2 separate regions of the Oryctolagus cuniculus genome follow, and region 2 is linked to region 1. Evidence: chromatin contacts called from public Hi-C data. All regions are on one chromosome and are shown on one strand. Each heading gives the region's core, a stretch centred on a gene start, on an enhancer-like site or on the middle of the called end of the contact. The rest is flanking DNA. Distances are from core to core; before and after follow the strand shown. Region 1 overlaps THRB (thyroid hormone receptor beta). Region 2 holds the start of LOC138849401 (WAS/WASL-interacting protein family member 3-like).

The links. Hi-C and Micro-C count contacts between places; a contact is called where the count stands out from the background.
Region 2: a contact with region 1 is called in a Hi-C map of psoas muscle, with 2.1 times the contacts expected there. The contact joins the promoter of LOC138849401 here to the enhancer-like site in region 1. A contact is called at or near these places in 2 of 6 Hi-C or Micro-C datasets (ear pinna and psoas muscle).

The regions. Positions count from the first base shown.
Region 1 is chr4:160,354,557-160,358,582 of mOryCun1.1, forward strand. All of the region lies in intron 1 of THRB (thyroid hormone receptor beta), which reads right to left. Among named protein-coding and RNA genes, the nearest start is that of THRB, 74 kb to the right of the region's middle. Within about 2 kb of position 2,030, at least 1 of the 8 cell types and tissues checked has an H3K27ac peak or open chromatin away from gene starts, as enhancers often do.
Region 2 is chr4:160,428,250-160,432,275 of mOryCun1.1, forward strand. It overlaps LOC138849401 (WAS/WASL-interacting protein family member 3-like), which reads left to right and starts at 1,712. Exons shown (of 3, transcript XM_070072876.1): 1 at 1,712-2,492. The coding sequence starts at 1,845. It overlaps THRB (thyroid hormone receptor beta), which reads right to left and starts at 2,712. Exons shown (of 10, transcript XM_017346748.3): 1 at 2,643-2,712.

The DNA of each region.
Region 1 (4,026 bases), core at 780-3,279:
CTATGATGTGCTGTCTTAACTGCAGTCCCCCAAAAAACACCAGTGAGGGCTATACCTGCTGGAGAGGCCACCAGTCTTGGTAGTTGTGCAAAACTGTGCTGAATCTCCACCAACGAAAGGCTGTATTCTGGAAATGAGTTTCTGAATAAAGTGTTGGCATCAATTTGCTTCTTGGTAATTCTCCTCTTTCTACTACATGCAGAGTGCTGGAAAACCAATCTGGTTTTTGGTGGCTGGATACTGACTGCAAAGCTAACCCTGTGAATTGATTGCATGCCTCCAACCCAGGAACGCCTCTTCAGCAGACAACCCACAAAAGGATGGTATCCAAGGTGCCCGGGGCAGGGCTGCACCAGGTTTGCTCTCATGAAACAGAACATCAAACTGATTTTGAGATTCACTGTCTACAGTTAGGTCAACTCAATTCTGTGTTCTCTCATCTATGCCCTGTGTCAGCTAACTGGGACATCTTTGGTGTGAACTCCTAATATGAATCATAACTAATAGAGAAGATGATTAAAAGAATCTCTCAGCATTTTGGTCATTTGATCAGATAAAACTCCCACTTTTGTCCCTGTGATTTAGGCTGCAAAAAAGAAAACACACCCATACGGAATACGCTTATGAATCAGAAACCAAACCAGTGCCCAAAATACAAATCAAAAACACTGTCTAGAACAACAGGCCTCAACTAATGAATTAAAATGATTGCTGGTTTCTTTAAAATATTAAGCCCATCGATGCTTGCCAAAAACCCCTTGGCTAGCTGAGGGATTCAAACTGCATTGTTCAGCTGGAGTTTGAAATCCTTCCATTCATCACTGACATGTGAGAGACAAGACAAGGTTTTTGACAAAAAGGGGATGAGGCGCCAGATGGTTTCCATCTGTATCTCCATTGATTGTACAATGAAAACCCACCTTCCCTAATCAGAAGGCTGTGCAATACATGGAAAATGAATACCCAGTGTTTTTAAAGAAGCATAATCGCCCCTTCCCAACCATAGATGTATAAATATTAATGAACACAATCTGGTTCTAAGCAAATTTAGCATGAACTTTTAGCAACCCTCCCCTGACAACTTCCTCCCTTTTTAACTGAATTAAGCTTCTCAATTCTGTGATTAAAAATAGCAAACCCTGCACTGAAATTGGATCTGCGATGGAGGAAAACCTCTCCCTTCCAGCTAGTAACCAGTTAACACAGTTCACACCATTGTGCATTTTTATCACCATATAAGGATCATAGTTTGAGTGATGGTTCGCAAACGCGAATAGTGAGAGATGGAGTCAATACAAATAGGCAGGGAATTGATTACTAACCTATCAGTTATGCCAAGCCTAGTTCCAAAGAACTTGAGCAAATATAGAGATCATTATAAGCAATCCTTGGAGAGAGTTAAGCAACTTAATTTCTGCAAATTCCTAAACTGCATCATATGGTGACCCTTAATTTTAACTTTCCTGCAAACTAATAGTATTGTGATAGTTTTGATTACTAATATTCAAAAGAAAACATCGGATGCTTTTCTGGAATAGTTGAACCTGAACCATTACTACAACAATATCTCTAACCAAGAAGACTTTATTAACCCTCTTCTTTCTTGGCTCACTCACTGGTTTTCCTCAGAAATATAAGGGACTTCGATGCGAACATTTCCATTAATTCCTTCCTTTGCTTGCTTTTCTTTTAGTTCAAACAAGGAAGGTTTGCATACTTGCTCTGGCTTATGTCTTTAATCTGTTGAAGCAATTCCATGTTTTCACCACTAAGAGCTCCCTGTGGACCAAAGTGGTCAGAATCTTAAACTGAAAAATGTCAAATGGGTCCAAAGATAATATGAGAAATTAAATCCATACACTCGGCTTTAGTCTTCATGTGACTGGAAGAAATGAATCTCTTTTTTCCTTCTTACTCAAAGGTCTTGTTCTCATTCTGTCATAAACAGATGTTTATTGAGTACCTACTGTGTGTGTGGTATTGGGGAAGGCACTAAAGATGAAAATGACAGAGTGCTGCTATTCTCAGGCACAGATGTTATTTCAGAGCTGTCCTTTGGTATGGGGTAAAGAATGTTCTTTGCCATATGATAGCAGTTGTGGACAGAGTTCCTAGGTGTCCCCATTTGAGGTGACCAAAACCTCTCTAAGCCCCAGATTCCCTTTTGGGGAAATGCTTAGTGGGATCCTTTGGCAGGGTCACCTGTTTAAGGTTCAGCTTTTTTTTTTTTTTTTTTTTTTTTTGACAGGCAGAGTGGACAGTGAGAGAGAGAGACAGAGAGAAAGGTCTTCCTTTGCCGTTGGTTCACCCTCCAATGGCTGCCGCGGCCGGCGCACCGCGCTGATCTGATGGCAGGAGCCAGGTACTTCTCCTGGTCTCCCATGGGGTGCAGGGCCCAAGCACTTGGGCCATCCTCCACTGCACTCCCTGGCCACAGCAGAGAGCTGGCCTGGAAGAGGGGCAATCGGGATAGAATCCGGCGCCCCGACCGGGACTAGAACCCGGTGTGCTGGTGCCGCAAGGCAGAGGATTAGCCTACTGAGCCGTGGCACTGGCCATGGTTCAGCTTTACCATGTCTTGACAAGTTTCTTTTCCTCTCTCTCTCTCTCTCTCTCTCTCTTTTTTTTTTTTTGTGACATTTCCTAGCCCAATCTGGTGGTCAGCAGCATGAACAGATGCCAGAATAACATCTAAAAGGCTGGAGCAAAGGATGAGCTAACGCTTCCAAAGCAAATGCTGAGCTTATCAAAATGCATTTTTGGTGGTGTTCAGGGCAAGGACAGGAAGGGCAGGACATGGGGCTTGAGACGGATGGTGCAACGTTAGCACTTGACAAAGGGGAAGGAAACCAACATCTTCTCTGCATTCTTTTGTAATTATCACCAACTAGAATGATCTTCAAACTGCAGAGAGGAGATCTGAAATGGTTAATTTTAGTAGTAGACTGAAAAAAAAAGTGAAGATTGAAAGTGGGAACTGAAATATGGCTGAGACTCTAGGCTTAGGCACATTGGATGATCGGAAGTAACAGAGGAAAAACAAACAAGCAGTAATAAAATCAGCTTTTTTGTTTCATATATGAAAAAAGTAAATTTTCTCCTGATTATCAAAAATGGGATCTGGGACAGTGTGTGTGTGTGTGTGTGGGGGGGGTGATGGGGGGGCAGCTATGGAAATCAATACCATATCCTTAGAAACAGAAATTTTAGAAGTCATTTAAAATATGAGGTTTATGAGTAACATTAAAAGACAGTGCTAAAGTAGTCAACAAGGGGTTGGGGAGGAGACACAAATAAATGTGTAATATATAATACATGAGAAGTGATATTTGAAATATGATATATTATGTGATACATTATACACATACACACACACACACATCTCAAGGTGTACAAATGGCATACATTTATTTCAGCAAGATGCCTGACCATGTCTTGCAAGATATCCTTAGGGTAAGATGGCAGAATATGACCTGAATGACATACAAGGAATGGATGAGTTGAACATTGTTAATTAATCAATTTTAGTTGGAAGATGGAATGTAGAAATGGGCCTCTGAGTTCACTCCTATCAAGAACTTCATTGCAGTTGGAGAGAAGATTATTGTCACAGTAGATTGACTGTGGGTAGTTGATATGATACAATCATGCTTCAAAATTAATGTGAATGCATTTAGAGAATAAATATAATGCATTGCATTTAAGATAAAAATTTAAATCAGCAAGTGCAGGGTTCAGGGTTGGGGGAGACTCGGATGATAGCTGTTAAGAGGAAAAAAATGAGTCAACAGAGTAATATGGTGGCAAACATGGGAAAAAAGTGCAGTGAGATCTTAAAGAAAGAGTAACAGGACATAGTCTTTATCCTTTTCACTCTCATATCCATTGTCATCCTGGGGATGATGGAGGTTACACATACTCACAAGTGCTATGAGAAGAAGTTAGCATGAAAAAAAGGATAGTCCTCCTTGACCACACCTTGGATATGGTGTGGCTGGGGAGAGAAAGCATCTCCTTAAAGTAGCT
Region 2 (4,026 bases), core at 462-2,961, 73 kb after region 1:
GCGACCTAATAATATATTTGCCATGATAAAAACTGCTGTTCTCTGATACCAACACACTGCAAGGTATGCCTCACTTCTTCAACTACAGAACAGGTCTTTAAAAAGTGAATCTCACGCCTACCTCAGACCAAAGACCTGCTAAGTGGAAGAATTGATTTCCAATGTGTTTACTGATGGATCTAGACGTGCGTGGAGAGGGCAGGATGGCAGTCTGAACCTGGCTTTTCAGGTAACCGCTCTCTTCCTCCTCCGACTCACTTTACCAGTTGTTATGCTTCTAGACTCTTCTTTTAAAAATCTCGCGTTTGGCGGAAATCGCATGCTTTTTTAACCTTTCATTAATAATAACAACAACCACCCTTCGCGTTTCCTCCTCCGTGGAACAAATCAGAAGGCTTAAAATTAGCACTACGAATAATCTCACAATGGTCATTGGGAAGTCCTCCAACAAAAATGACAGCGGCAGCTCGCGAGGACGAAACGCAAGCTCCCCCGTGGCGAGCCCGTCCCTGAAGGCTGGGGGGCGCACAGCCGGCACGACCACCCGGAGGCCACCCGGAGGAAGAGGCGCCCGCCCCGGGTGGCTGCCCAAGCCGCCGCCGCTGTGTGTGCGTGAGGGGGCGGAGGGAGTGGAGTCGCCAGGCACCCGCGGCAGCGCACGCCAGCCTTCGGGATCCTTCTGCTTCCAAACCCCGAATGCCCGGCCAGGAGGGAAGGGTCGGGCGCACGAGGGTAGCTGCAGACTCACAGTCCCTTTAAACTGCCCCCCCACCCCACCCCCGAGCCTGCCAACCTTTTCCGAAGCCCCGCGTCCTACAACTTCCTCCTCATGGAAACTTCCACTGCGCTCGGCGCTGAGGATGCCAAACTCCATTTCACAAGGAGCCTGTCAACAACTGGGCTTGGGTCGCAGGCACAGAGCGGCTGCTATCCTAGGGGGCTCCGGCCACCCCGGCCCGCCGCTGCCCACGCCGCGGCTTCCCTGGCCGCCCCCGCCACCGCGAGCTGCCCGACGCGAGCCCGGGGGGCGCCTTCTCCAGACCCGGGCGCCGCAGCCCCGCGGAGCAGGTAGCGAGGGCGGCTGACACCCCGCCGCCCGCCCGCCCGCCCGTGCGCGCGCCCGCCCTTCAGGCTCCCGCAACGCCCGTCACCACCCCCGCCGGCCCTCCGGACAGCTGCAACTGTCGCCCCTCAGCCGCCGCCCCGACCCCTGCCGCCGCCTCCGCGCGCTCCTCTCGCCCAATTACCGGTGCCGTGGAGCCGGTGGGGTCGAGCGCCCCTGCCCGGGGAGGCAGCCTGCGGGCGTTTGCCCGAGCCCGGGAGCAGAAGGTCTCCTCTCCCAGCGCACTCACATTATTCATGCAAAGTTAATCCCCGCCGCGTCACGGCCGCCCGCCCGAGGATGTGCGCCTTCCTTGGCCAAGCCCCGCAGTCTCCACCCTCCTCCGCCCCCTCCTCCCGGCGGCGGGGTCCCGGGCAGCGCCGGCGACGGGGCGTCGCGCGACTCCTACAAAATGTCAACTCCCCGGGCGACGAGAGGCGGCCGCAGCCAGGGCCGCGCCGGCCCTCCCCGGCCACTCCACTTTTATAGGCGTAGCGAGCGAGTGCGGCCGGGATGCCCGAGTCTCCGCCTCTCCGAGCCCCCCGCGCGCGCGCCCGGCCCGCCCCGGCCCGCTTCGCGGCGGCGGCGCTGCCTTACTCCGGGCCCGGGGCGGCTGCTCCGCGCCGGATCTGCGAACCGGTGACCTGGATTCCCCTCCCGTCCTCCCGGCTGTCCGGTTCACGCGGCGGCGGCGGCGGCCAAGAGCAGGCAAACCGGGCTCCACCAGGGGCGCAGTGAGGAAATGGCCTCCTGGCCGCGCACCCCGCCGCTGCCGCCGCCGCCCCGGGCCACCGGGCCAGGACCGATGCTCCCCGCCCCCCCACTCCCCTCGCCTTTCCGAGGCCAGAGCTGCCCCATGCTCACCGCGCCTGTTTTGCGCACCCGGACCCCGGGCCCTGCGCCCCCGCCACCCCAGGGTCTGCCGCCTCCGCACCTGCTTTCCCAGGTGCGGCGCCCCCCCCCGCACCCCCGCCTCCGGCGTGCCCTCCCAGGGGTAGTGACGTCGCCATGGGTTGGGTGGCCTCGCGTCCACCCACCCGACTGCGTGCGCGCGGAGGTGCGCATTTGGGCGTCATTCCTCCAGTTGGAGACGTGGAGGGAACGGGGAGCGGGTGGCACGGGCTCGCGGGGGGCGACCTTCCGGGGCACGGCTGACAGCGCGGCCCGTGCCGCCGCACCGCTGCCTCCCGCGCCCCCGAACCACTTGTGGCGCGCGCGTGTCAGGACAGCGCGGCGCTCTGGCTCCTCCTGGGGCCGCCCGCCCGCCCGCCCGGCAGGCCGTCTGGCGGTTCTCTTTGCACCACCACCCGGAGAATGGAAGTTTGGAACGTGTCCGGCCGGCCCGGACAGGGGACGCCCTTCGTCCCTGCTGCGCACACGCTGGGGAGAGGTGTGTTCGGGGCCGGGTCCCTCCGCAGGTCCCTGGCGGGACGGCCCGGGAATTCGGCTCTGCCCTGTCAACGTACGCAGCAAACCCGGAAGACAAAACCGAGTGAGGCTTCTGGGCGAGTTCTGTCCCCGGAGAACGGGGGCCACCCACCTCCAGTCCTGAGGGCCCGAGTGGGCGGGGGGCGGCTTGGGAGGACGCAGGCGGCTCGCGACGTGAACGGCCAGACCTGGAGCCGTACTGCGCACCCAGGCTCCTGAAATGGGGGCGGTGGGAAGCTGCGGCGGCGACAGCCCCTTTGGGCGGCTGAGCACGTTTGTTTTCTTAGACAATATTGACACAACCCCGACCTCGTAACTCCGTATACACGCTTATTCGTGTGGCACAGTGTCATAGAGCCACGGCGGTTTGTAGCTTCCACCGTCCGGGGAGCGTTCTAGATCTCCGGCCGGGGACACGTGTTGTTTGGGTCCAGCGTCCCCTGAGCATCCCAGGGAAAGGGGCCGGAGGCTGCCGCCGACCCTGCAGACCGCAGGGCACAACCACAGCGGTGAACTCTCGCCGCCTCCTGCACGCGCAGGAGCTGGGAAGCAGGCTGCAACCCCCCCAGGCTCTCCCGCTACGGAAAGCAGCCTTTCTTATCGGGCTCCCCGGATCCAGTGCTCCTTGGGTTCTTCCAGAGAGCCCAGAATAAGGCGGCACCCCAGGACTGGCGAGCGCCACGATTCTCCTAGGCAGAGAAGTTTGCTGGGCTTTGCTCCAAAGCTGCCCCGGGGTGTTTTCGGTTGATTAGGAGGGAAGCTGTGCAGGCTACACCACTTCTTCCAAAAAGGCGGCCCCCTGGTGGCTAACGGTGGGTGGAAAAGCTGTGGCCGAGGAGGAAGAGGCCCGGGGCAGGTGGGCCGTGACCGTGAACCAGCAGGATCTTCCTGCCTTGCAGGGACCACGGTGCTTTGTGGTCTTCTGCAAACCTTGAAAGGAGGGAGAGAAGTGGTCACGCAAGGCCTCCTTGGAGACAGGCCCTAAAGTCTGCTGGTTCTCTTCCTGGGTTTAACTTGGAGCTTTTTTTTTTTTTTTCTTTTGCTAAAAAAACTGTTGCTTCCCTTCGTTGGAAACAGAATTGTTCTTTTCATCTCATTTTCCTGGAAACTTCTGAGTCGATTCAGGCATTAACGAAACAACCCGGCATTCAAACAATCTATGAGACTGTGGCTGTAAAATATTATTTAACAATATTATTTAATGCACTGTCATTGAAGCAACAGGAACTGCTAGGATTCCATTGGAACTGACCCTCAGATTGGCCTGTTGGTAAAGGGTTAACAACAAAACAGGACACTCATTTTCATAAGCCAGGACCCTGCAGGAGGATGCCATGAGGACCTGAATGAAAGCAGAATTTATTATCCAAATTTCGGAGCATGTGGGTCTGTGTCGCCAGGCAGCTCCCTGAGAGGGCACGCCATGGCTGTTTTCAGGACTCGTGATCACATTTCACCAGGTTCTATAAATTTCAAGCTGATGATTCAGTTCAAGG